Linked DNA regions of Anas platyrhynchos: region 2 is linked to region 1. A link is a contact called in public Hi-C data. All regions are on one chromosome and are shown on one strand. Each heading gives the region's core, a stretch centred on a gene start, on an enhancer-like site or on the middle of the called end of the contact. The rest is flanking DNA. Distances are from core to core; before and after follow the strand shown.

Region 1 (2,781 bases), core at 65-2,564:
CTCGTGTTCTTTCATCATCTCATATTTCTTGAATTCTTCATGGCGGGTTTTATCATAATTCTCCAGGTCACTTGTAGCCTAAAAATATAGATATGTACACATGATTACGCCACATAATTACATTAACACATTATATAAGATTATGTAAAAACCCTGCATTGTTCAGGTCTGGGGACACAGCTGGTAATATTGCCATTTCCCTTTTAAACACAAGGTAGACCAGTCTGTGGTCCCCTTTCACACAACAGTGAAACATAAACATCTCTCTTCACTCCCTCTATTACTTTCACAGCATTTAATTTGCAAAGGTTCAATTGCTTAGACAACTTTTGCATCAAGGTATCCTTTCTCAATTAATAATAAATTAACTCAAGTTAAGTATGTGCTAATTAAGTACAGCTTCAAGTAGTATCATTAAGTCCTTGTTTACTGCAGCATAACAACATTCATAGCTTCCCCTAGAACTTAACGAGAACAGTGCCTCCATTAATAATGGGAGTTACTCTGCAGTAGTTTATTAAAGATTAAATCAACAAAGCCATTTATATAGAGAGAAAGGAGTGAGGGGAGAACTTCCAACAAGTACTTGTATGGGATTTAGAGTTGCACTACTTTCAGATAGGTCAAGGTATTAAAGGATGCAAAATTTAGGCTCTTTCTAGTGTAATGTACGCTGACAATAGTTTTCAAGTGTGCAATGGAGACAACTGACTTTTCTCTGAAACTGAAAACTGCATATCACCTTTACCAACAAAAAAAGTAGTACAGAAGAAAAAACACAATACCAATAAAAAACAGCCCAGAGTAGGTTATGTCTAGCACTTACGGCTTTGATCAGCATATCTAAGTCTTTAGGTTCAAATGTGTCAGGATTCTGATGGTTCAGGTGCTCAAATTGTTTAAGGAGAGCCTGATGGTCTATGCCAGTGTCTGAAAGAACAAGGTACAAATGTAAAACATTAAAATAAGGTTGAAAGCAAACAAGATCAGGAAGTTAAATACATTCACAAAGGAGCTTGTGCTTTGTAAGTACCTCAAGCTCCTTGAGGACTGAATTTTTTCATTATAAAAGTGTGGCTGCTACCAAGGTTTTTAACTGGTAAAGCTAGATAATAGTGTTATCTTAAACAGTGTATATTTTGATATGTTCTGGGCAACAATGTTGGCAAGCTTTTCCCAGATGTCTTAGTAAAGAATATTTGTTTTTTAAAAAAATGGAAAATATCATTTTGAACTTGTTATCCCTTGGTAAACTGTTTCTCTCACACTCAGTGCTGTATTTGTATTATCATAAAACAGTACACACTGTCTGGGGCATATTTCAAACATCATTCCTCCCTGGTGAGATCATATTTTTTTCTGAAATATATGCAACTTAGCCTGTTTATGAAACACTTTCTGGAAGTGTAATTTTAAGCTTTTTTTTTTTTTATTAAAAAAAAGCCCCAAAACCTGTTTTCCTTCATTCCTTATAAAGACAGAGAAACAACTCATTCTGTTTGACAGCATTTCCTTGCCACAGTACTGTAATATCTAAGAGTTGTCCTTGAATAAAGTCACCCAACCCCTAACATTCTTGCATCCTGTACTGGTCAGTTCAGCAAATTCTTGGTGCAAATGTTTCAAAATACATCTGGATCAAGACACAACATAGACAGGGCATATGTTCAAGTCTTGTGATTATTTTTTTTTTTTAAACCTAATCCATCTGAGAAGAAAGTTTTTTGTATTTTAACAGATAGAAGGCTAAGATATTACACGGTATTACATGGAGAAGATTTTTGCATAGGTGTGTAGATACAGCTGTATTTTATAAATAATCTGAGCATACAGTTATGCATGATGTGAAGTAGTCACATCATGTATACCTGTAGTTATAACTATAGTTATAACAGTAGTAGGGCCCACTACAAACTTCATGAAATATTTTCCCATTTTTGTTCTTTCACATTAGTAGTCATCTGAATATTTTGAACTGGTATAATCTGTTCTTGTTCTTTCTAAATGTAAGCTCTGTGACGGCAACAGAATGTATTTATATGCTTGATCTGCTGTAGGAAAGAACTATTTTTCAAAGCATGCTCTGTTAGTTACTCTTGATTTATGGAAATAGGGCTAGAACTACTTAGTTGATTAAATCACTAAAAAAATAAAGTATACAGTTACTACCAATATAACTAGGTATCATGAGCTGCTGTCAACTAGCTCACCGTGTCAACATGATGTTGCTGGACTACTTGCTTGCAATAGGAGCACGAGACCAAGCTCTCAGCAGCTAAAAGACCTCCTGAGAATGACAAAGCATGGGGGCTGACAGGTACGTGAGGCAATGCACTGACTCCTGTGGAGGTCTGGTCTGCACTGTCTAGCTACTGGTGGACTGCACTCTCTGCACTAGAACTTCCAGGAAGAGAAAACAAAGAACACAAAGGTTATCCTGAAGCTCTCGAGTAACTCTGTATCATTATTCATTAATTGTACTACAGCTGCACCAAAAAAAAAAAAACACTGGAAAGGTAGTAGTATTCTAAAAATACCTTCTTTCCCAAATTAATCACTTTTTTCCTGACATCCCCATAGACACAAATTTGTATACACATACTTTTTTGGCCTATTTACCATCTCTAAATTTGACTCAATGGAATTAGCCTAGAAGACAGATCCTTTTTCTTACAGTAGTTTAGATTGACACATTACCTATTCCATTCAGTGGGAGATCCCTTCCTCCTACTTGACAGCATTTTTTATGAGCAAGAAAATAATCTGCACAGACAAATTAAG
Region 2 (2,827 bases), core at 265-2,764, 75 kb after region 1:
TTATAATTCAAATGCTTCTCTTTTACCTCATTCCTGGTATTTAAATATGTATACACGTTAACTTTCTGTTCCTTAAAGAGGGGTGACGTTCTCATATTTGATAACTTGCAGATTCTAGTAGAAGTCTTTTCCTGAGATGTGTTAATTACAGATAAAATCACTTATACTGATCTTCATAATTAGTGCCACCTAAAATGTTGTACCCCGTCTTCTAGCCATGATCTCCAAAGCCAGTGAAGACTGGCAGAAGATGATGCTGTAGGAAATGCATCCAGCTTCTCAGTGTTTTACAACACTGCAAAATTTCTAGAACTTAAATACGGCAGTGATTAAACGTATAACAGATTTGGACACTAAATCAAAGTGGCACTTGCACCTACGTTACCCGTACCTCCATGTAAATGATGGCCTCTAGGTAAAAAGCACAATGGATGGGTATTTGCAGGCCAGAAATAAGCGGCATTAACAGAACTTCTTGAGAGGAATTTGGTTGCACTTTTTTTCTCTTTCCATTTGACGGCAACAGTGATTCTCATCCCTGGTAAGAATTCCACTAAAAATATATATATATGTATAATTTCAAGCAGCCTTAGATCTGAAATATACTGTGATAGCAGAGTATAAATACGACTTACTGTCTCCTGTTAATACCACTGGTTACTTAATTAGGTAGTTTCTGCACTACAGCTATAGGGTTCTTGCTCACCTTACTTGGTGTTTAGGGTGATTGTTCTGTCTGGACAAAGCGATAGAGTAAAGTTGCACACTTTAATGGTAAATGTTGAAGCGTGTTTGAGAAAGGGTGACGGGCTCTCAGCGCTGAGTAGGACTGGAAATAAAACTTACGATGATGAATGAAGACTCGATGCAGGACACAGGACACTAAAAAGCTTGTTCAGAATCGGATTTTACTCCCCTGCTACTGACCAATCTCCCTCCAGTACAGAAGCAAGAAGTAAACTTGAATCTCTTGGTGCCTAAAATAGTCATGGTCCAATCTCTTAGGAGTTACTACAATTAAGAAACTAAGAATATCTTGAATGTTAGAAACTGGGTTGATGCTAATGGACACTAACACCTCCCAACTCCCAGTTTTATTAAGTATCTTCTGCGTATCCTTCATTTAGTACATAGCCTGTAAATAGTATTCTGTGTAACTGACTAGGTATATTATTTCCTGCTCACTTGATGCTTTTGAGACTTACTCCATTCCATCACTAGAATCACGAGTCACTTAAAAAAAAAAAACACAGGAAAGTAGACTACTGTTTTTGTGAAACGTTCCCTTGTGAAATACGCCGACAGCAATACGTACTGCCTTTTTCGCAGTGGGCTCCCGAGGAGGAAGAAAAAAGAAAAAAAAGAAAAAAAAAAAAAAGCACAGCGTCTTAACAGCACAAAACACGAATAAACCGTAATTTTAAAACGCTTTATTTTATCGTCGTGTGCTCTCTGGGGGAGGAGCGGGATGGGGGGGGGGGGGGGCGCTGAGGCGGGCGCTGAGGCGGGCGCTGAGGCGGGCGCTGAGGCGGCTTCCGGCGGCCATCGGGCGGGAAGCGCCGCCCCCCCGCGCCGCTCCCTTCTCTTCCGCCGCCGCCATCATGGGTCGCATGCACGCTCCCGGGTGCGGGGCCGGGGTGGCGCTGAGGGGGGACACGGAGGGGCCGTGAGGGGACCGGGGGGGACGGGGAGGGCCGGTGGGGGGCTGCCGGGCGGCGCTGAGCCTGTGCTGTGCTTCCTCCCGCAGAAAGGGCCTGTCCCAGTCGGCGCTGCCCTACCGCCGCAGCGTGCCCACGGTAAGGAGCCCGCGGCTGAGGCGAGGTGGAGGGGTGGGGAGCCCGCCTGACTGATTTCGCTTGAAATTCAGGCTTATTAGCGCGCTGAACTAAAGCAGCGTGGACTTAACTCGCCTCGTTTTGCGAGACGGGGGTGGGGGACGGAAGGATCGGTCTGTGGGGTGTGGAGGGAGCCATGCGCTGAAAAAATAGCTCAAAATAGCTCGTCAGAAGCGCGAGGCTAGAGCACAGGGAGATAGCCGAAAATAAAACGTTGTGAAACTGCCTGAAGCAACATCAAGTTGCTTTTCAAGCGTTTGGGTAACGATTGGGATGCTCAGATGCTGTGTTGGCGAGGAACCCTGTGGGTTTTACTTGTTTTCTGAACTGTAATCAACAGCGTTTCCAAATCCATCTTTCCACCGTTTCTATTTTATAACTTCACGATGTTAAAAAGGAAGGGGGGTGGAAGAAAAACTCCTGGGAGCTGTTGCAGCTTGTGGAAGGAGCCGGGATTGCCGAGCTCATTGCTGTTTTTCCTCTAATAACCAGAGAGCAGTGGCTCCATTAGCACAATTTAATGCATAAAAGAATAGAAAAGACAGAGTTTTATCTGGGTAGAGATCAAGTTCTTTCATGTTCAATTAATTTGTGTACCTCGAGTCTGACTTCCACTGATCTCTGTAGGTAGCACAGCAGGGAATGGATGGCTGAAGGGTCCTCAGCTTTGCCTTTCTGCCCAAGGCCCAGTTAAAGAGTTCCTTCTTTAACATGCAGCGATTTTCTCTATAAATTTGTATTTATGGGTCAAATCTGGCAGCTAATGATAAATGCTGTTTGGAGGCAGCATGGGGTATTTTAAACAGTCTTCCTTTGTTCACCTCTGTCTTCCTCCACCATTTTGGCTAGCACTATGGACTCACAGAATCTAAATAAAGTTTCTGTGTCATTAAAAGTGTAATTTCTCAGCTGTTTTCTCAAACATTACAAAACGGTTATTTCCATCACATATCATAGGCGTTCATAGAAAGTCTGTGCCTCTGTGCTAATCA

What was found. Hi-C and Micro-C count contacts between places; a contact is called where the count stands out from the background.
Region 2: a Hi-C map of liver shows a contact between it and region 1, with 1.7 times the contacts expected there. The contact joins the promoter of RPS13 here to the enhancer-like site in region 1. A contact is called at or near these places in 2 of 8 Hi-C or Micro-C datasets (liver and subcutaneous adipose tissue).

What each region holds. Positions count from the first base shown.
Region 1 is chr5:60,583,592-60,586,372 of IASCAAS_PekinDuck_T2T, forward strand. NUCB2 (nucleobindin 2) reads right to left here. Exons shown (of 13, transcript XM_027462168.3): 5 at 827-930; 6 at 1-78. Among named protein-coding and RNA genes, the nearest start is that of NUCB2, 12 kb to the right of the region's middle. Within about 2 kb of position 1,315, at least 4 of the 8 cell types and tissues checked have an H3K27ac peak or open chromatin away from gene starts, as enhancers often do.
Region 2 is chr5:60,658,649-60,661,475 of IASCAAS_PekinDuck_T2T, forward strand. RPS13 (ribosomal protein S13) reads left to right here and starts at 1,515. Exons shown (of 6, transcript XM_027462169.3): 1 at 1,515-1,624; 2 at 1,748-1,796. The coding sequence starts at 1,602. PIK3C2A (phosphatidylinositol-4-phosphate 3-kinase catalytic subunit type 2 alpha) reads left to right here. Exons shown (of 37, transcript XM_072039286.1): 37 at 1-1,433.